Regions from separate parts of the Mus musculus genome. Here regions 2, 3, 4, 5, 6 and 7 are each linked to region 1. Evidence: chromatin contacts called from public Hi-C, HiChIP or PLAC-seq and promoter capture Hi-C data. All regions are on one chromosome and are shown on one strand. Each heading gives the region's core, a stretch centred on a gene start, on an enhancer-like site or on the middle of the called end of the contact. The rest is flanking DNA. Distances are from core to core; before and after follow the strand shown. Region 1 holds the start of Atp13a1 (ATPase type 13A1). Region 2 holds the start of Rab8a (RAB8A, member RAS oncogene family). Region 3 holds the start of Cherp (calcium homeostasis endoplasmic reticulum protein). Region 4 holds the start of Eps15l1 (epidermal growth factor receptor pathway substrate 15-like 1). Region 5 holds the start of Zfp961 (zinc finger protein 961). Region 6 holds the start of Zfp882 (zinc finger protein 882). Region 7 holds the start of Slc35e1 (solute carrier family 35, member E1).

Region 1 (2,700 bases), core at 165-2,664:
CTGAGAGGTCATTTGGGGGTGAAGGCACACCCCCAAATGGTGATCACTCCAAACTGCAAACCTAGAGTTCTCCGCCGTACTTGCAATGAACTTGCCTGCCTAATAACCTCGGGGAGAAGTGAGCCTGCTGCACCTGCTAAGGTTTCAGGAATTTCTTCAGCCTCTGAATTATTTCCTGAGTCTTAACGGACCTCTCTGTAGAGAGCAGGCTCAGAGGGCAAGAGCATTTGCTGCCAAGCCCAAGGACTGGAGACTAATCCCCTGGGGTGGGATAGAGTGAAGAGAAGCGAGGAGACAAGGCCTGCCTTTAGAACTTCCTTAGTCCTCTTATCAAACTTTCCTCCAGTCATTTCAACTGAGAGAAAATCACTATGCAACAGCAGGCTGCAGTCAGGGGGCTGTGTGAGTTTTTCTATTTGTTTGTTTTTACAAAGAATGAAACCCAGGATTTCAAGAATGCTGGGCAAGCACTCTAACACTGAACTAGCCAACACTTTTATTTTTTTTTTTAAGTCTGGAAAAAGTCTCCTTAAGTTCTCAGATGACCTTGAAGTTGTCATCTTCCTACTTCAGCTTTGCTTATACATGAGATGCCCTGCACTACCAAGCAAAATAACATTGAAAAAGAATAAAAATGATCTATATTGGATCTGGGTAGGGTGGCCAGCACTCGCGAGTCAAAGGCAGCGGCCACTATCAGCACTGGCTGCTCTTCCAGAGGATCTGTATTTAATTCCCAGAACTCACACTCACAACTAACTGTAACTCCAAATCCAGGATTCAGACACATTCTTTTTTTTTTTTTTTTACCCGCTCCCACCTCAGACGAATTCTTAGGGCCCCGTAGGAACTGCACAGCGCGCGCGCGCACACACACACACACACACACACAGAGACAGATACATACTTATATATTTTTAAATCTTCAAAACCTTCTTATGGCTGTGTTTAAATAACAGTACTTGTACAGAATAGTTGCATAAAGCATCATAGTATATTTCATAAGTACCTAATTTTCCATTTATGTTAATGTGACCTTGTGTACTTATTACCGTATGGCTTGCATGGAAAAGGCACCCTCAACCCTACCTTGCGAAAGCTCCGCCTCCTCCCAAACCCGCCCTCAAAAGGTCCCAAGTCCTAAAGTTTGTATCTTAGGGTAAGCTTTTCTCCTCCCCAAACGGAGGCTCTTTCCTAGATAGATGCCGGAAAAGTTGCTGAGAAGGGACGGGCTCTTCCGTTTCAGGGTCTCTTGCTGATGTCAATCCCGCCCTGCCCGTCTACATCTTTTGCGTTCTTAGTTCGCCACGGCCGACCTTAGCAAGCTGATTTGGACCTTTGGTACCTTCTTTGTCATGGCGGCGCCCTGAACAGACACTTGTGTTAACCCACCTAACGGTTTACCTAGGCGCTTCCTATTCCAAGGTGGCGCTCAGACCTTACCGGAAGTAATAGACCGGAAGTGGGGCGGTGCCTCTGCCGGAAGCCAGCGCAGCGCTGGGAAAGATGGCGGTGGTGGGCAACGCGGTTCCTTGCGGAGCCCGGCCTGGCGGGGCCCGGGACAACGGGTCTCCTCAGCCTGGGTCGCGATTGCGGCCGGGCCTAGCTGCCGGGCCAGCACTCATAGCGAACGGCGACGAACTGGTGGCCGCCGTGTGGCCGTACCGGCGGCTGGCGCTTCTGCGGCGCCTCACCGTGCTGCCGTTTGCCGGGCTGCTGTACCCAGCCTGGCTGGGCGCCGCCGCCAGCGGTTGCTGGGGATGGGGCAGCAGCTGGACCCAGATACCCGAGGCCGCGCTGCTGGCGCTCGCCACCATCTGCCTCGCGCACGCACTCACTGTCCTGTCGGGGCATTGGTCTGTGCACGCGCACTGCGCGCTCACCTGCACCCCGGTAAGTGCGCGCGCGCGCCCGACCCCGACCCGGACCGGGACCCAGGCACAATGGGGCCTAGCGGGGGTACCGGGCTGCCGCGGGCTTGCGAGTCTCCAATCTTAACAGCTCGATTCTCCAGCGGCGCCCCCTGTCCTATGGCTCAGGCCTACTTCTGACCCCGCTGTGACTCGCCATGCAGTTGTGGCTGGTTATTTTGATTCACAAGAAACACCTGGAACACACTTAGAGCAGGATCCATATGCTACTGTTAGTGTGAATTGTTCTCTTAGCTCCCATATGGTGTATTGTTCTTGGAACGGTTCCGCCTTGCTTCTCCGTCATCTCCTACCTTGGTTTTGGTTTTCTTTTCTTACTCTTTTTTTTTTTTTCCTGTAAGATAGGATCTCACTATGCAGCCTTGGGTCGTCTAGGACTCACTGAGAACCGCCTAGCTCTGCCTCCAGAGTTCTCGGGTTAAAAGCCTGTGTCACTATTTCTGGCTTCTACTCTTGTGTTGGTCTTTCTTTCTTTTTTTTTTTTTTAAGTGTTAGATTAGACCTGTGGGGTAATACCCCCAAATGTATGAAGCCAAGTCCTATGGCCCAGTGTTCAGCTTCTGTCTGTCCCTTGCTAGACCCAAAAGAGAGTGTAATTCATTCTGGTGCTGAAGATGGCCAGGAACTACTTGTAAGTGACTTAAAATAGCGTAGAGTCTCAAGTTATCGGTAAGGTATGGTTAAGATGAGGGCTTGTCAGAATGGTGCAGTGATTCTAAATTCAGAACTCTAAACATAGTGTCACTACAGGAAGCACTGACTTTAAGGT
Region 2 (2,700 bases), core at 15-2,514, 2.4 Mb after region 1:
GAGCCATGTAGTCAGCAACTCAGATCTTTTTTTTTTTAATTTATTTATTATATGTAAGTACACTGTAGCTGTCTTTAGACACCCCAGAAGAGGGCATCAGATCTCATTACTGATGATTGTGAGCCACCATGTAATTCAGGACCTCTGGAAGATCAGTAAGTGCTCTTAAACACTGAGCCATCTATCCACCCCCCCCCACTCCTTTTTTCTTTTTAAGATTTGAGTACACTGTAGTTGTCTTCAGACACACCAAAAGGGGGCACTGGATTCCATTACAGATGGTTATGAGGCACCATGTGGTTGCTGGGTATTGAACTCAAGGCCTCTGGAAGAGTAGTCTTAACCGCTGAGCCATCTCTCCAGCCCTCAGATGTTTATCTTAATGTGGCTTTATTTTATTTTGTCACTGTTCTCCCGTTACTCCGGGACTACACCTCAACATATTAAAAAACAGAAGGGAAAAAAAAATGCTACTCTGAAACCTAGGAAAGTCACTTCACCTGTCTTCAGTATACTTACCATAAAACGAGGAAAAGATTACCTACCAAGCCGGGCTGGTGTGGGGTGAAGGACCTTGACTTATTTTTAAGTATAGATAGCACCCGCAAGCACAGAAAAGAAAACAAAACAAAACAAAACAAAAAACGCTGCCATTACTTGGAAATGATAACATAGCCCTACCGGCGCTGAAGCCCTGGGATCGCTCACGGCAATGGCCGGCTTGCCTGTACAGCACCTAAGTAAGTCCAATGGTGGGCGCCAAGGCCGAGGAGCGAGTCTGCAGCACATCTTAACCCGCGCCACTTTTGCACCGCCGAAAATCCTCCTCAGAAGCATTACCACAGGTACTTCCTGCGCTTCGCCTCAGCGCCGGCTGCGGCTACGGCTGCTGCTGCGCAGGCAGAGAAGGCGGGAAACACGAGGCGTTCTCTGCGCGCGTGCGCTCTCTGCCAGAGCCAACCGTCTTCCCAGTACGCTTGCGCCTGTTCACCAAGCCCGTCCCTCCCACTCTCTCATCAACCAGCGCGCGGAATTGTTGGGGTCCCTCCTGTCGGGGGCAGGGCCTGGACGCTGAAGGGCTGAGGAGAAGGCGCGCACGGGAAGGCGGGGTCAAGATGTGACCACACCCATCGCTGGTCATTTGACGCCCTCACCCTCGACTCTCCAGCACTAGCCAATAACAAACCTCCCTATACCAAGCGTCAACCAATGGGCTGTGCAGTCGGCTGCTTCCGGCTCTGCGCCGCTTTCGCCTTTTTCCCCTGGGCTCTCTGCGACAGGCGGGGCTCCGGGTGGCGGGCGTAGGCCTGGATGATGCGCGGCGGGCAGGGGGCCAATAGGGGGCGGGATCTGAGATGATAGACGGGTCCAGCGACCAGTGGCGAGGCGCCGGCCGTACTTCCCGTCGGGGAGAGAGTGTAATATGGCGAAGACCTACGATTACCTGTTCAAGCTGCTGCTGATCGGGGACTCGGGGGTAGGGAAGACCTGTGTCCTGTTCCGCTTCTCCGAGGACGCCTTCAACTCCACATTCATCTCTACCATAGGTAGCGGGGCCTTGGGCGGCCGGTGACCAGGGCTGGACGCGCCCCTATGGGGCTGGGCTGAGGGATCGACTCAGGATCCACTCGGGCCGAGGATCCGGGAGGGTCACGGGGCTGGACAGAGAACCGCAGCGGCCTCCACCTCCCGCCAGGGAGTCCAGGCCGGGACCCTGGCGGGCGCCGGAGACCAAGGTGCAGACAGGGACATGCAGGCTGCAGTCTGAGGAAGAGCCTGCCCTGGGGTCCTGGCGCCTGTCAACTCTCTGTGTCTTTACATCAGACCTCTACACTGTTCTTCCGGGGAGACCCCCGTCTTCCAAAAGTGGAAACTGAGGCATGGAGGTGACACCTGACCTCGTAGTTTCCTATGTGGCAAGCTTGGCATGTGCAGTATCAAATCTGTAGTGTACTCGTGATGGGTGCTTTGTCCCTGGAGGAGGAATTTGAAACTGAGGGAGGGTGCGGCACGCACTGAAGGTCACAGTCTACAGGTATTAGGGATGAGATTTGAACCCAGGTGTGTCTGACTCCAAAATTCAAGGTTCAGCTGTTCCAGAGCTTCAAAGGACCAGCACCACTGATCCACATCTAAGTCAGGACTCCAACCCAAAGTCCTCCTGCCTTCTCTCTGAGGAATGGTGACAGTATCTGTCATCCTGGTGGGAATACAAGAGAAAAAGTTCCAGTAAGAAACTAAGTCCAGCCATGGCTACGTGCAGCCTTGACTGACTTCCTTTCACTGGGCCAAGAACACCACCTGAACAGCTTTTCCCCAGGGCTGCCTCACGGCACAGTTGAACAGAATTGGCTTGTGATGGCCCCAGTTCTGACGTCAAAAATGGTGCTGACCATGCTCCTTACCATGAATAGTCATGGCTCACATTGAGTGTTACCTGGAAGTAAATCCTGCCAAACAGAGTGACCTGGATGGTGTATGGTCCTGAAACAAGAGAATAGTCACTAGGCTTGGTTTATCCCTAGTCAGGATGTGGTTCCATTGTTGGAACCCTGGGTGCCATCTCCAGCACCCTGAAACCAGATGTGGTAGTGAACACCTGTAATGACAGCACTAAGGACAGGGAGGCAGGAAGATCGGGTGCTCAGGGTCATCCTTGGCTACATAGAGTGTTCAAGGCCAGCCTGGGCTGCATGAGAC
Region 3 (2,700 bases), core at 82-2,581, 2.7 Mb after region 1:
TGTGAGGCCCTTAAAGACCAGCTGTGCTTCTTCACTCATTTTCCTTTTTCTTTTGTTTTTTTTTTTTTTTTTTTTTAGGCAGTCTATGTAGTCTTGCCTGTACTGGAACTTGTACAATCAGTTGGCCACAAACTCACAGAGATCGACCTGCCTTTGCCTTCTAAGTGTTGAGATTAAAGCGGTGGTCCCATCATCCCTGGCTCTAAACTTTTTATTATTTCTATTATTTTTAATCATATTTTTCTTGATGTTTAAATCTAGTTTACAAAACTAGCTCTAGAACAGTCAGGACTACACAGAGAAACCCTATCTCGAAAGCAAAAAAAAAAAAAAAAAAAAAAGGAAAAGAAAAACGTTGCAAAAACTAAAGGGAAAGCTTTTTGATCTATGCACCTGAAATGCAGAAAGCTATGGTCTCAGCCTGCAGAAAGGCTGCACAGTTTGCACAGTTCCCACCTTCCTGCAGATCCGCAATTGCCTCTGCAAAGACCACCCAGGGACCACTCCCGACCCAAAAGCCTGGATAGAGAATATATGATAGTCTCTCCTTATGACACACAGATCCAGCAGTCTATCTTGGTACAGGGCTCCGGGTAGGACAGAAGAACGGCTGCTCTGCTCTGCAGAGGAAACTTGCAACTCTAAAGAAATTGGCTGCGGCGGGGCCCGCATTGAACCCCGAGGCGGCTGAGGGCCTGAGGGGAACTCACGCTGTTGCTGCTCCAGTGCCAGCTTGCACTTGTAGTAACTGTAGAACTCGCCTCCAAACAGAAACGAGAACTTAGGGTTGTCCTTCTGCTTCTCCATCGTCATTTTCTCGAACTCGGGTCCGTTGCGAGCCACAAACTGAGCGAGCTTATCGATGACATTTCGAAGCTCCTGATCTGCAAAACAGAGGAAAAGGCGTCAGTGGGGGCAGCCTGACCCGGGGACCAGGCCGGGGTCCTCTGGGGCGGGCCACTGCAAGGCGGTGGTGTACGGGTCCTGACTAGGGCCAAGCGCGCGCCAGGAATGCGGGGAACCACGGAGAGGCCGAGGGAGGAGCGGCGAGGCCGCAGCGCGCTCCGTCACTGGCCCGGCAACGCGAGGAGGCACGGCTGGCCGGCGGGGGCACACGAGAAGAACCCAACGACCTCAGCTCAGGGACCGGCCTCACCATCTGGCGGCATCGGCATCTCCATGGCTGCAGCCACTGGCAACGTCCTCCGCCGCCTCACGATCGCTTACCAGCACCGGCCACAGAAGCCGGCCGGAAGTGGCGCGAAGGGCGACGTTTACGACGGCCTCGCGGGCCGCTTCGCGCGCCATTTACGGCTGTCGCTGGGAAACACCGGAAGTGAAGACCGGAGGAGGGCGGGAAGGGACTGCGTGAGGACTCCAGAGAAGGATGGCCTAGTGAGACGCATGCGCGTGAGCCTCTTTGCGCATGCGGCGGCCCGGCCGCTGTTCCCCGACGCGCTGGAGCGTGAGAAGCTGCGCCGGCGGTACTCTGGGTTTCTGCTGCGTTCTTGCGAACGCGTGCACTCCCAGGCCTCTGCGTCTTTCACATCCTTTTACGCCATCCAGAAGGCGGGATCGGCAGGTGATGGTTTTGGCGAATCACACCTCACTCGGCTCCTGTTCCGATATGCTCCTTCTGGGTAAGAATTTTGAGCATTGGGGCTCCACAACATCACATCAGACCGACGTGGAGCAAAGACATCTCTTCTGAAGCGACTATAGACGTTCTATGGAAGGAGAAGCGGAAGCTGCGTCAACACCCCATCCCTTCTGTTTATTTATATTATTACTTACTCCTGGTTTTTGAATATTAGGTCTCATAGAGCCCAAGCTGATCTCTAACTCCCCACACAGCCTTAGATAATCTTGCACTCCCGATCCTCCTCTTAGCTCTTAAGTACTGAGATGACAGGCGTGTGCCACCACCACACCAGGGTTACAGGATACTGGGGATGGAAGACAGGACTGGCTGCATGTTAGGCAATCACTGAGATATACCATCGACCTTTAGAAAGAAAAAAAGATTTATATTTTGCCGGGCATGGTAGCGCACGCCTTTAGTCTCAACACTTGGGAGGCAGTGGCAGACAGATCTCAAGTTCAAAACCAATTTGGTCTACAAAGAGTTTCAGGATAGCCAGGACTATACAGAGAAACCCTGTCTCGAAAACAAAGGTTTAATTATGTGTCAGGTGGGTTTGTGTACGTGACTTCAGGGCCTAAAGAAGCTGGAAGCAGGCACAGGATCTACAGCACTGGCATGATTTACTTTCTGAGTTTGTGCTGGCCACTAAGCCCTTAGTGATCCTTTGAGCCTGTTATGCCAGGGTCTCCGACTTTTCCTAATTGGATATTCTTACTGCTGGAAGCACCACACCACGATTATATGAGGAGGAAGGAGGAAGTTGAGCCTAGCAGGTATCCTGATCCCTATGCCCTTCCTGTAACTCCTGTCTTGCCTGCTGTGAAGCCCCTTTATAATGTCCTACTCTTGGAGCTGCAGAGATAGCTCAATGGTGATGTGCTTGTCATGGGAGCAGGACCACCTGAGTTCAGGTCCAAGAATTCAGTGTAAAAACCAGACAACAGCAGCACAGGCCTGCAATCCCCAAAGACTATTGTGACCTTGTAGGGACTCTGTGTGGCTCACAGTAAATAGAAGTCTGTATCTGCCCGGACTGTCTCCCTCATGCTCACCTG
Region 4 (2,700 bases), core at 138-2,637, 2.6 Mb after region 1:
CACACCTATCCTCAATACACTCCCTACTATCTGTCTAGTCCTTAACCATTTTCAGAAGACAATCACAGGTGCTGTAAGAGCATGTTAATTAATATCTACTGGTCTCCACATGTTAATATAGTGTCAAGGCTGCTGGTGGCTGGTCCTTCCAGGACTTAACCACCCTGTATTGCCCTCTCCTTCAGACCAGGTGACCTGGGTGCATCAGCCTGCCAAGCAGTTCTTACCAGCTTTGGCATTCATACTTGCTCTTGTCTTAGTCCCAAACACCCGAATTTATTGACGGGTAACAAAAGAGCTTCCAATGTGTTAGGCAAAATGTGCTTTCCACAGTTTTCTGCTAATGCATTTTACATCTCTATTTTCCAAATGAGGTAATTGATATGCTGAGGTTAAGAAGCCTGCTTCAAGGACACTCTTCCAGAGTTGGAGCCGAGATCTGAATATAAAATGCTTCCTCCTGGTAACCATGACCCTGCGAAAGACGATTCTAGCAAAGTGCATATAATATGCTGTGTGGAACAAACGGGTAATTTGGCAAATTAGCAGGACAGGAATACTTTCTAATTCTTATGGATGTCACCTGGAACTAGAGACTTTGTCAGTGAGAGACTGCTGAGCTCCCAAGCACCTGATCCCAAGCACGTTAGAAAGTGGCTGAAGAATGAATGAATGTTTTCCGCTAGAAGCACAATGGCCTTCTCACTGCTATTCTGTACGTCCCTGTAGCATTTGATACGTTCAAGAAAACCATCCAGCGACCCTGAGGACGAAGACTGGTGCATACCGTTGGGGGCGTAGGATCCGCGCTTTTCGCACCGCACAGAGCAGCGGAAGCGGATCTCGGGGGAAGGAGGGCTGGGCGGCCAGAGGCGAAGCGGGCGTGTCCCGGTTCCCCTTGCGACTCCAGTATGGGACACCACCCGCCCCGACGCCCGACCCCGCGGGAGACAAAGACTGGCGGCGGGCCCACCGCTCTCGCTCGCCTCCGCGGGGACGAAGCGCGACGCGGCTCGAACAACAGCGCCCACCCCCCAAACCCCCCCCCGTCCCTTAACCTGGCCAGGCCCCAGACGGAGCAGACATACGCAGCGGCCGCGCCCCATCACCTCTTCGCAGCCGCTCGGGGGTCGCCCGGCGCAAGAGTATGCGGGCCGCTCCGGCCTGTCACCTTCAGAACCGCCCGGCCCCCGCCACTCAGCCTCTGAGCCTTCAGCGCGCGCCTCCGCGGTCCCCTGGAGCCGCGCTTCCGCGACGACTTATCTTTCTCGCGGCAACCACCGTCCGCACCGCCCCACGGCGCACCCCAGCACCATACCTGCTGCGAGAGGGGTACAAGCGGCGCCGCCATCTTCGTGCGGACTCGGCCTCCGGAGCGCCGAAGGAACGGGGGCGGGGCCGTGCCTGCGCACTAGTACGAAGGAGGGATGCGATGCGCGCGCAGCACAGCCAGCGCAAGGACAGGCCACAGGACCAGAGTACACGTGCGCAGAAGGGAATCCAAGTCCTCCCGTGAGAAGTTTTGCAGTAAGAGGGCGGAGCCTCGATCACAGTGGAGAGGGCGGGGCAGTTCTGGCTGGAGGCGGAGCCTTTATGGGGAAGGCTCTGTCGCATAGCCTTACCAGAGTTGGCCGTACCGGGTGATTTAGAGAGCCTAGCCTAAAGCACAGCGTGACTAGAAGGTTCGGAGCCTCGTAAGTTTAGTGGGCCGAGAGTGGGCGGGCTAGTCGGTCTGTGGGGGTGGGGAGGGCCTCGTGTGCATCTCCTGATTGGAGTGGGCAAACCGAGCCCCTGGCTTTGGAGGCTCCTGTGAGGCAGGGAACCCAAGGGATAGGTAGGGCTCCCTTCCAGACCGCTGCACTCCAGCTCCCTGCACTTTCCAGTCTGGGTCTGTGAATCGGAGCTTGGCTAAACCCAGGCACCGTCTTAACTTCTCCACTCTAGTAGCCTCTACTAATGCCTAGGGTTTGCTGAACTTTTCCCGGGGAAATGGAGACAGTGGCACACAACAAAGTACCATGGTGCTCAAGTCTAACTTGGGCCATATGCAGTGTTAGTACCACTCAGTATGCTTGTTAAACAGATTTGGGTTCTGATTGCTTGCAGATGTGGGTGTAGCCTGACATCTGGTGTTTTTTGTTGTTTTTTTATGTGTATATGCCTGCTGTGCTCGTGCCAATGCCTGCCCAAGAGAGAAGAGTTTATTAGATGCCATTGAGCTGGAGTTAAAAGCACTTATGAGCCCCCAACCCCCGATATGAGTGGGAACAGAACTAGGGTCCTCTGGAAAAGCAACAAGCACCCTTAACCAACTAACTATATCTTCAGCTACTCTGGTATTTCTTTTTTTTTTTTTTTTTAAAGATTCATTTATTTATTATATGTAAGTACACTGTAGCTATCTTCAGACAATCCAGAAGAGGGAGTCAGATCTTGTTAAGGATGGTTGTGAGCCACCATGTGGTTGCTGGGATTTGAACTCCGAACCTTCAGAAGAGCAGTCGGGTGCTCTTACCCACTGAGCCATCTCACCAGCCCCTACTCTGGTATTTCTTTGTCTTTTTTTTTTTTTTTAAGTTACATTTTAACTTACATCTTAAAAGATTTGTGTGTTGGATGGCCCCTTCCACCATGAGTCACAGAGATAGGACTCAGGTTGTTAGCCTTGGCCGCAAGCATCTTTACCCACTGAGCTATCTT
Region 5 (2,700 bases), core at 129-2,628, 2.2 Mb after region 1:
GTCAAGGGCACCCCCAAGACTCAGAGAGGACCAAGAGAAGACCAACCGATAAGTAGGTCATTATCACACTTGATCGCCTGAGGAGACTCAGTACCTGAAACTAAAGCCAGGGGTGAAGCTCAGGAAGGAGGTCTCATCTGCAGGACAGGGTTGGGGGAAAGGGCCAAGCATAGCTTTAAAGACTGTGCCTGGTGGTATCTCTGCAGTCTCTACTCCTCAGGGAGACTGCTGCCCTTCAGATGTTCTTAGAACAAGCCCCAGACCTTAGGAGCATGGAGACCACTGACTCCATGATGGAGTTGACATTTGGTCTGTAAAACTCAGCACATAGACAGCACCACCTGCCAATCAAAGCCTATAGTTCTGGGAAAGTCTCTAAATGTACAAACCTTGGTTTTTTGGCTTCTATAGTTTTGCTTCTGGCTCACTGATCTTGCTAACTGAAGCATGTTGACCTGGAATATGGTTTTTGTGTTTAAGAGCTCACCCTGAGAAAGGCCCTCAGTACTACAATAGGATCCTTAACATCCAGTGTAGTTGCCAACCAGTTAATAAAGACATTCTATTGGCTTAAACCATGTCCAAGCAATCTTCTCTGGCTAATATCCCACAACATTCTGATTAAAGAGCAATTCTGCTTCTGTAGTTGCCTATCTACTTTCTAATTATTTCCAAGTCACCTCTACCAGTCCCAATTGAACAGGGAACCTTATCAGTAATGCTACACAAAAGGAACACAGGATATCTGAAATACATCACAGACCAAGCACATAGTGGCCTTAGAAATGATATCCACAGCCCTGGGTTGTGGGGGTGGGGTGGGGTTACAGAAGGGGTTGGGGGTGAGGGACTTACTCGCTTCTCTGGACACAACCCGGACCTTGTCAAGTCTGACCCTGGCCTTGTCCTTTCATCTGGCCTTAGATTAAGAAAGCTTTACATTGGCTAGCCCCACAACAACTTTTATAGTAGCCGGCCTTGAACTCCAAATCCTCTTCCCTCCATCTCCCCAGTGCTGGGATGGCAGGTTGTGTGTGTCATCACACCCAATTTTCCGCGAATAAATCTGGCTTTTCTTGTGTCCTTTTTGGAAACAAGGTCTCCTGCAGCCCAGGTTAACCTCTCACTAAACAGTCTAGGATTAGCCCGCAACTCTAACTCACTCGTTCACCTTCAGCCAGGCGCACAAGCCCAGTCAGACCTGAGCCTGCTGTGGGGTGCCTCTGCGAACCCCAGACCTGAACATCAGTTTCCGGACTATGTTGAAGGCGATAGGTCGCTGGTCCTGTCTATCAGGGACTCTAAAGCCAATCGGAATCGCTCATAGCAGAGCCGTCCAATCAGCAGCGGGAAGCCTCTCGGAGGCCGGGCGCCGCCATTTTCGGCGCTGTCCTTGGCGGCTTAGCAATGCGCAAGGTACGCGGCAGTGACACCCGCCACAGCGCAGCTCAGGCAAGACGAGAGTGCACCATGGTGAGTGCATCTCAGAGACGCGGGTGGGAGCGGAGGGCAGAGGAGTGGCGGGCTCTGCGCAGTCGGAAGCTCGGGACTTGCCGAGAGTTTGCAAACCGACTCTGGTGCCCTTTTCCAGAGCCCGCAGCCGAACCGCAATGTAAAAGGGGATCATGTATGCTTGTGTTCAGGGGTAAAATGGAAAGGACTATGTAGGGTCCCCACGGAGTTAATTTGCTCTTTGGGCTGGTTTTGTGGGGTGTTTTTTTTTTTTGTTTGTTTGTTTTGTTTTTTCGAGACAGGGTTTCTCTGTGTAGCCCTGGCTGTCCTGGAACTCACTTTGTAGACCAGGCTGGCCTCGAACTCAGAAATCCGCCTGCCTCTGCCTCCCAAGTGCTGGGATTAAAGGCGTGCGCCACCACGCCCGGCTTGTGTTCTTTTTGATGTTTTAAATTTACACTTATTTATCGAGGTGCCCATGGGGCAGTAATCTGAGTCTGGTCTCTCCTTCCACCTTGTGGAACCTGGAGAACGCCAGTCTAAGGCTTGGCAGCAAGCGCCTTTTCAGCTGAACCATCCCACTAGCCCCTTCTTTCTTTTTCCTTTACTACTTTTTATAAAATTGCATTTCCTATGTGAATATTCCCAACCCTGTATAGCCACCAGCAGCCGCGGAGAACTGGGTTCCTGAAAAGAAAGCTGGGGCTGGATGCGAAGGACAGACGAGAGAGGAATGAAACAAAGACAGAGTTTCTGAGCAAGGCCCAGTGTTTAATTCTTGAGTCTGGTTTTTAAAGGGAGGAAACCCATCCCCCACTTTGCCAGGATCTCATCAGGAAAACAGGCTCAGCTGGTAGTGGCTTCTTGCAGGAAGCTGCAGCTGCAGCTTCACCTAGGTCAGAAGACCCTACCCCAGTTGGGCTAGCCAGCAGTGGCAAACAAGGTCTGCTTTAGCCTGCTCAAGGCTGGGGGAAGGGCACAAACCTGGTGGGACCATGTGTTTCTAGGATTCGAGAAAAGCAACATATATATGAGCTTTTGTCCCCCAACAACAACAAAAAAAAATCACATCTTCTTGGAAAAATTTACCTTCAGTTACTGTAGGTTTCTCCTTTTCCTGGTACACCACAAACAGAAGAGGTGGGGGTAAGAGGCCCACTGTAACCCCCAACTGACCAGTACTACTTCATAACTTGTGTCTGGACCCTGTAACAGCTGTCTTGCTTGTGGACAGAAACAAGGACCCAG
Region 6 (2,700 bases), core at 154-2,653, 2.1 Mb after region 1:
AATTCCTGATCTTTCCAAGACTTTTAACATGAACAGGTGTTGTATTTTCTTGAGTGCTTTTTCAGCATCTAATGAGATCATCATGTGTTTTTTTTTTCTTTGAGTTTTGTTTATATAGTGGATTACATTGATGGATTTTCACATGTTGAACCATCCCTGCATCCCTGGGATGAAGCCTACTTGATCATGGTGAGTTATTGTTTTGATGTGTTCTTGGACTCAGTTTGCAAGAATTTTATTGAGTATTTTTACATCAATATTCATAAGGGAAATTGGTCTAAAGTTCTCTTTCTTGTTGAGTCATTGTGTGGTTTTGGTATCAACATAACTGTGGCTTCATAGAATGAAGTAGGTAGTGTTCCTTCTGTTTCTATTTTGTGGAAGAGAATTGGTATTAGCTCCTCTTTGAAGGTCTGACAGAATTCTGCACTATTTATTCATTCATTCATTCATTCATTCACTCATTTTTATTTTAAACTAGACAGTTCTGGAAATGGCTAACTCTGGAGTGCTTGTTTTCGTTCCAGTTAGGTAAGGATTCTTTATCGTGTCACTGTAATATCCAAAATAAATTCAAGACTACCTAGTACCTTCCCCCTTCAAAAGGACTTTCCAAACTGTACTACCAGGCCAAGTACAGAGCCAGATAAAGAAGCTGGCTGGCTAAACAAATATAGAAACATAGTTTTAACGGTCAAAATGACTAAGCTTACAGCTGCCAGAACAAGATTAACAATGCCCCTGCCCTGCCTTACACTAAAAACCACAAGGACAGACAAAATGAGAGTCACCCTATACAAATCAACCAATGTCCAAAAAGGTTATTGGCTACACCAATTAAAATAAGCCAAACTACCCTGGTGCCTAGATCCGGCCCTTACAAAGGTAATAAAAAGTGTGTTCCTTTGTTCTGGATCTCTCCTCTGGCCTGGTGCTGAGAGGGTGTTCCCCAACATGTTGGACAAGTAAAATCCTCATGCGTTTTGCAACGATGGCGGTCTCTGTGGTCTTTGTAAGGGTCTTTTGACAACATACAACATCACAAGGGGCTCTGTGTATGGGTCAAGAGCACCAGTGGGAAGTTCCTTAACTCCATTTTTCTTTCTGGTGCCAAAGTCGCTAAACTGTACGGTCAGCTCAGGGAGTGCTGTATTGTTCTACCCTGCAGTGTAACATTGACCCTCCCCAAAACAGTTATGAGATAAGTGATCCAATCAAGACTGGGGTCAGGCAAAGCGGAAGAGCATCACCGCCATCTTTCTTTCTGGTGCTACCATAGTTGCGACTCTGTTCTCAGTTGAGTGCCAAACTGTTCAGCTTCAGGTTTCTCATGACCGTCAAACCCAGTATCAGAGTCAGGTCGCTGGAGGCCCGGAGAACAGAGCGGAAGTTCTTCACCCGCCATCTTTCTTCCTGGCAACGCCATTGTCACTGCTCTCTCAGTCCAGTCCGCTGAGGGAGTTTGGGGTCGCTGGACCTCAGGCCGCTCCACCCTGGAGCCGCGTGAGGCTGCTTGAGGTCCGGAGCTCAGCTATGGTGAGCATCGGGGATGCGGGGAATGCAGGCGAGTCCCTCGGTACGGGAACCACGGCAAAGACTGCAGCTGCGCGCGCGACTCCTGGACTGCGCGGCCAGCTGTGTTGGCGGTACGGGAGCCGCGCGGGGGCGATGTGCCGCTGCTTTGTTTTGCCTAGTAGAACCTGATTTCCCAGTCTTTCCGGTCCATGGGAAGCGGATTCTGGAATCCTTGAATGTCTTCTCCATCCAAATGCTTTTGTTGTTGCTGCTTGATTGACAATTGAAATCCCTCGGTTCCCAGGCCCGTCCCCACATTGCCAAACTCACTGGACCGGGCGATCCACAGGTCCCCGTGAGCAACATGGGGGTGCAAGGAGTGTGGCCATCTGTGATGCAGTTGGGCGGTTTGTAGGGATTCAACTTCTTTAATGCTGAGACATGACTTTATTTGAAAGGACTGTTAGAAATAGGGAGAAGGCCCGAGATAAAAAGTGTGAAACGTGTCAAGCGGTGGCTAGAAGAGAAGGGCTTTGCTTGGAGGGATATGTCAACAGTATTAAGGTACGGGTTTGATCGTGCTTAATAGTGTTTTGTCTTTTCTGAGCAGCCAGTCATTTTCAGGCAACAAGTGAACAATTTGTGAATTGGTTTTTCTCTAGGATCAGAGTCTAGTTTCAAACATCATGTAGAAATCCAGCATTAACACCATTATTTTATTGGTGCTTTCTCTGGTATATATTTTTGGCACCTTTGTTGAGAATCAGTTGGCTGAACGTATGGGCTTATTTTTATTTTCTCTTTTCCAATGGACTGTACATCAATATTTATGACACTACTCTGTCGGGTTTTGCTTCGTTCTGTTCTGTTCTGTTCTGTTCTGTTCTGTTCTGTTTATTTTCATTACAGATCTGCACAGTGTGCTCTTTTTTTGCTGAGGATATCTTGGGCTCCCCCCGGGTCTGTTGCACTGTCATAGCAATTTTAAGAACTGTTGCTAGTTGTGTGTAAAATGTGATTATTTAATGGAAATTTCATTGAATCTGAATTACAACTTTGAATTATTTTAGCAATATTGATTCTCCTAATCCATGATCATGGTAGTCTTTTCTAGTGTCGTGTTTAATTTCTTTATTTTTTTTAATTGAAAAAAAATTCACACAATATATTCTGATTACACTTTTC
Region 7 (2,700 bases), core at 38-2,537, 2.7 Mb after region 1:
CAGAAAAACTAGGACATGATAGTTTGTAAGTTCGTCAGGACCAGGCCTGACAACTTGAATCTGATCCCAGGTATCCACAAGGTGAAAACTGTCCTCTGACTTCCATACACGTGGCAATGCACAACACACACACATAAATAAACATTAGAAAATAAAATAAGAGAAGGAAAACTTGTCCCAACTTAATTTGTTGGTGACTTGCTAAAATGGAACCAAAGACATCACCTACCACCAATCCCAGAGTCGGAATCATAACAGAAAAGAACAGTGGACGCCAGAGGGATGTGGCGCTCAGGGACAACAAGCAAGAGATTATGTGGTGATATCGCCCCATTCACACACACATCTGCTGTCTGAAAGGTGAGTGCGGGATGCTAGGTGCTAGCCACAGGACAAGGCTGACACCTTGACTTCCTTATTTGACAGGAAGCAGGAGGATGCCACGGTCCAACCACGTCATCAACCTGGTCAGCTACTGGGAATCCCGCCTAGCCCAGGGCTTCTGCCAGAGTTACCTTGGTGCTCTGTTTCTCCTTCATGATGATCCGGGACAGGAGGACCACCCAGATGGGCATGGTGGCCTTGACTGCAAGAGAGGAAAAGGCACTCAGTGGGCAGTCCTGGCAACCTGCACACCCGACCCTGAACCTTCCTTCTGTAAGGCTTCCTCTCGATCCCAATAGCTGGAGTCAATTCTGCTAGGCGCTCGGTAAACTCCTCAGACCTTTTCCAACGTGAGAATCCGACGCACCTTGGCGGCGTCTCAGTCAGACGGCCCGCGCACTCGTACCCACACTTCGAAGCCCCAGACAGCGCGCAAAGCCCGCCTCAGCACTTACCGGTGTGCGCGTAGGAGACCGGCACCTTCCAGATGCTGACGTGCGCCGACACCGACGCGAAGTACTTGCCAAAGGCAAGCGGCAGTACGTAACGCGGATAGAAGCGCGGCGGCAGCAGCGGGCCGGACGCCGGATGCGGGCCGGGTCCGGGGCCCGACACGGGTGGCGCGGGCGGCACGCGCCAGGCGCGCAGCAGCGGCGGCAGCCCCGCGCACAGCGCTAGGATGTGGCACAGCGACACGGTGACCGGGAACGGGAAGGCGCTCAAAATCACCTTGTTGACCACGTTACCGCCCGCGCTCAGCGCGTACCATAGTAGACACAGCACCGCCACCCGCGCACCCTCGCGCGCCCCGCCGCCGCCACCCGCGCCCGGGACCCCTGCGCCCGCGCCGGGACCCGCGGTTGCCGCCGCCGCCATCCTGCCCGAGCGGCCGCCCCTTCCCGCCGGACGACCGCCGGACGCGGGCAGGGGGCGGGACAGCCCTGGAGGGCGCGCCGGCAGACGCCGCTCACCATTGGCCCCTGGCCCTTGCGTCATCGCCGCTCGCCATTGGCCACCGCCCCATACGTCATCGTCGCGCGTCCGCCGACGCGCCCGTACACGTCGTCGGCGAGGGCCCTACCCTCACTTAAACGCTTTCCGGGAGGGGGCGGGGCTAAGCCCGGAAGGCGGGCCGTAGGGCCCGCGGGTGGGTTAAGCGCGTTACGTTCTCTCCGGTGACTGGCAGGACTCCGTGGGAGGTGCCGGGCGACGCGGGCCCGCCCACTTGAGGCTGTGGAAGCCGCGTGCCTGGGGCGTAGACAGGGCTTAGATCTTTTAGAAGAAAAGAAACCGATTGCGGTAAATCCTCTGGACTACGCCGGGTCCTCGGAAGCTGTGCGGTAGGTGTCAATTTCCCCTCACAGACCAACCGAGAGAAATCCAGGGTTAAGTGTCTCCTGCGACAGTGTCTTAAGAGCTCAGCTGACCGGTACGATGCTGGGCAAAACCACGAAGGCAGGACTAGACTTACAAAACTCGATTCCCAAGATCGTGTGCTTTTAAGTGAGGGAGAATAGTTGTTCGCGCTCCTTAAAATGTGTTCATTTATGGAGGCGGGCACGAGCGTGTGTATACACATATTGAGGTCAGACGAGTTGAGTCTTTTGTCTCTTTTCTACCATGTGCATCCAGGAAAAGAAACTAACTCTGGCAGCAAGCGTTTATTTGCTGAGCCATCTCGCCAACCTCAATATTCTCCTTTACAGCGTCTCCTTGAATGCCAGGGTGTCTTTCTACCTCACCTATGTTTTGGTTTGCTTTTCTCTGTGTAACAGATTCCTGGCTGTCATGGACTCGATTTGTAGATTAGGCTAGCTTCGAACTCAGAGATTTGCCTGCCTCCGCCTCCTGAGCACCATGCGTAGCTACTCACCCGTTCTTCAAGGTAGACTGTGTTGTACCCTGGGGTTTGCTGGATACTCATCACACATGTGGCAGTCCTTGTGGATCTGAGTAGAAAATGGCCTGGTCCCTCCCAAAGCAGGAGTTTAAGAATATGGTGATAGGACGCTGGGCTTTGTACCCTAAGGCCTTTGTCACAAACTAAATACAAGAGGAATTAGGATCTTTGGACAGAGCAGTGTCAGATGGCCCCACTGATGTGTTTTGGTTGCTTTTATTTCATATTGGATTTGGCCCTGGCAACTCTGGAAGCTTTTTCATTTCACAACAGGTACATGTACTCAGGGCAACCCAGCTGTGGTTTCACCTCCTCAAATGGCCCTGTAATGGGGAGTGGGGCCATTCTGCAACAAACCTCAGAAATTCCTACTGGCTCTGAAACGGGTTCTGGGTTGGCTTTGGTACCAACCAGAC

The links. Promoter capture Hi-C pulls out the DNA fragments that hold promoters and counts their contacts. A called contact is a pair of places that touch in the nucleus more often than the background predicts. HiChIP or PLAC-seq counts read pairs in DNA pulled down with a chosen protein or histone mark. Capture Hi-C pulls out chosen DNA fragments and counts their contacts.
Region 2: a Hi-C map of B cells shows a contact between it and region 1, with 6 read pairs. The contact joins the promoter of Rab8a here to the promoter of Atp13a1 in region 1. A contact is called at or near these places in 4 of 39 promoter capture datasets (hippocampal neurons, liver and pre-B cells), 1 of 484 Hi-C or Micro-C datasets (B cells) and 1 of 9 other capture datasets (adipose tissue).
Region 3: a contact with region 1 is called in a promoter capture Hi-C map of liver, with 4 times the contacts expected there. The contact joins the promoter of Cherp here to the promoter of Atp13a1 in region 1. A contact is called at or near these places in 4 of 39 promoter capture datasets (embryonic stem cells, hippocampal neurons and liver), 1 of 484 Hi-C or Micro-C datasets (B cells) and 3 of 9 other capture datasets (adipose tissue, liver and pancreatic islet).
Region 4: a promoter capture Hi-C map of adipose tissue shows a contact between it and region 1, with 5 times the contacts expected there. The contact joins the promoter of Eps15l1 here to the promoter of Atp13a1 in region 1. A contact is called at or near these places in 2 of 9 other capture datasets (adipose tissue and liver).
Region 5: a promoter capture Hi-C map of hippocampal neurons shows a contact between it and region 1, with 3 times the contacts expected there. The contact joins the promoter of Zfp961 here to the promoter of Atp13a1 in region 1. A contact is called at or near these places in 1 of 39 promoter capture datasets (hippocampal neurons) and 2 of 9 other capture datasets (adipose tissue and liver).
Region 6: a contact with region 1 is called in a promoter capture Hi-C map of hippocampal neurons, with 2.3 times the contacts expected there. The contact joins the promoter of Zfp882 here to the promoter of Atp13a1 in region 1. A contact is called at or near these places in 2 of 39 promoter capture datasets (hippocampal neurons and liver).
Region 7: a contact with region 1 is called in an H3K27ac HiChIP or PLAC-seq map of thymic regulatory T cells, with 8 times the contacts expected there. The contact joins the promoter of Slc35e1 here to the promoter of Atp13a1 in region 1. A contact is called at or near these places in 2 of 39 promoter capture datasets (embryonic stem cells and liver), 2 of 115 datasets of contacts at active chromatin or transcription factors (large pre-B cells and thymic regulatory T cells) and 2 of 9 other capture datasets (adipose tissue and liver).

The regions. Positions count from the first base shown.
Region 1 is chr8:69,789,749-69,792,448 of GRCm38.p6, forward strand. It overlaps Atp13a1 (ATPase type 13A1), which reads left to right and starts at 1,415. Exons shown (of 26, transcript NM_133224.2): 1 at 1,415-1,893. The coding sequence starts at 1,507.
Region 2 is chr8:72,159,936-72,162,635 of GRCm38.p6, forward strand. Rab8a (RAB8A, member RAS oncogene family) reads left to right here and starts at 1,265. Exons shown (of 8, transcript NM_023126.2): 1 at 1,265-1,547. The coding sequence starts at 1,424.
Region 3 is chr8:72,473,902-72,476,601 of GRCm38.p6, forward strand. It overlaps Cherp (calcium homeostasis endoplasmic reticulum protein), which reads right to left and starts at 1,332. Exons shown (of 18, transcript NM_138585.3): 1 at 1,157-1,332; 2 at 711-884. The coding sequence starts at 1,181.
Region 4 is chr8:72,420,087-72,422,786 of GRCm38.p6, forward strand. It overlaps Eps15l1 (epidermal growth factor receptor pathway substrate 15-like 1), which reads right to left and starts at 1,388. Exons shown (of 24, transcript NM_007944.3): 1 at 1,319-1,388. The coding sequence starts at 1,351. It overlaps Gm46043 (a long non-coding RNA gene), which reads left to right. Exons shown (of 3, transcript XR_001778581.2): 1 at 1-1,694.
Region 5 is chr8:71,949,688-71,952,387 of GRCm38.p6, forward strand. Zfp961 (zinc finger protein 961) reads left to right here and starts at 1,379. Exons shown (of 4, transcript NM_001164581.1): 1 at 1,379-1,473. The coding sequence starts at 1,408.
Region 6 is chr8:71,907,203-71,909,902 of GRCm38.p6, forward strand. It overlaps Zfp882 (zinc finger protein 882), which reads left to right and starts at 1,404. Exons shown (of 3, transcript NM_001166645.1): 1 at 1,404-1,536. The coding sequence starts at 1,534.
Region 7 is chr8:72,491,327-72,494,026 of GRCm38.p6, forward strand. It overlaps Slc35e1 (solute carrier family 35, member E1), which reads right to left and starts at 1,288. Exons shown (of 6, transcript NM_177766.3): 1 at 840-1,288; 2 at 516-586. The coding sequence starts at 1,260.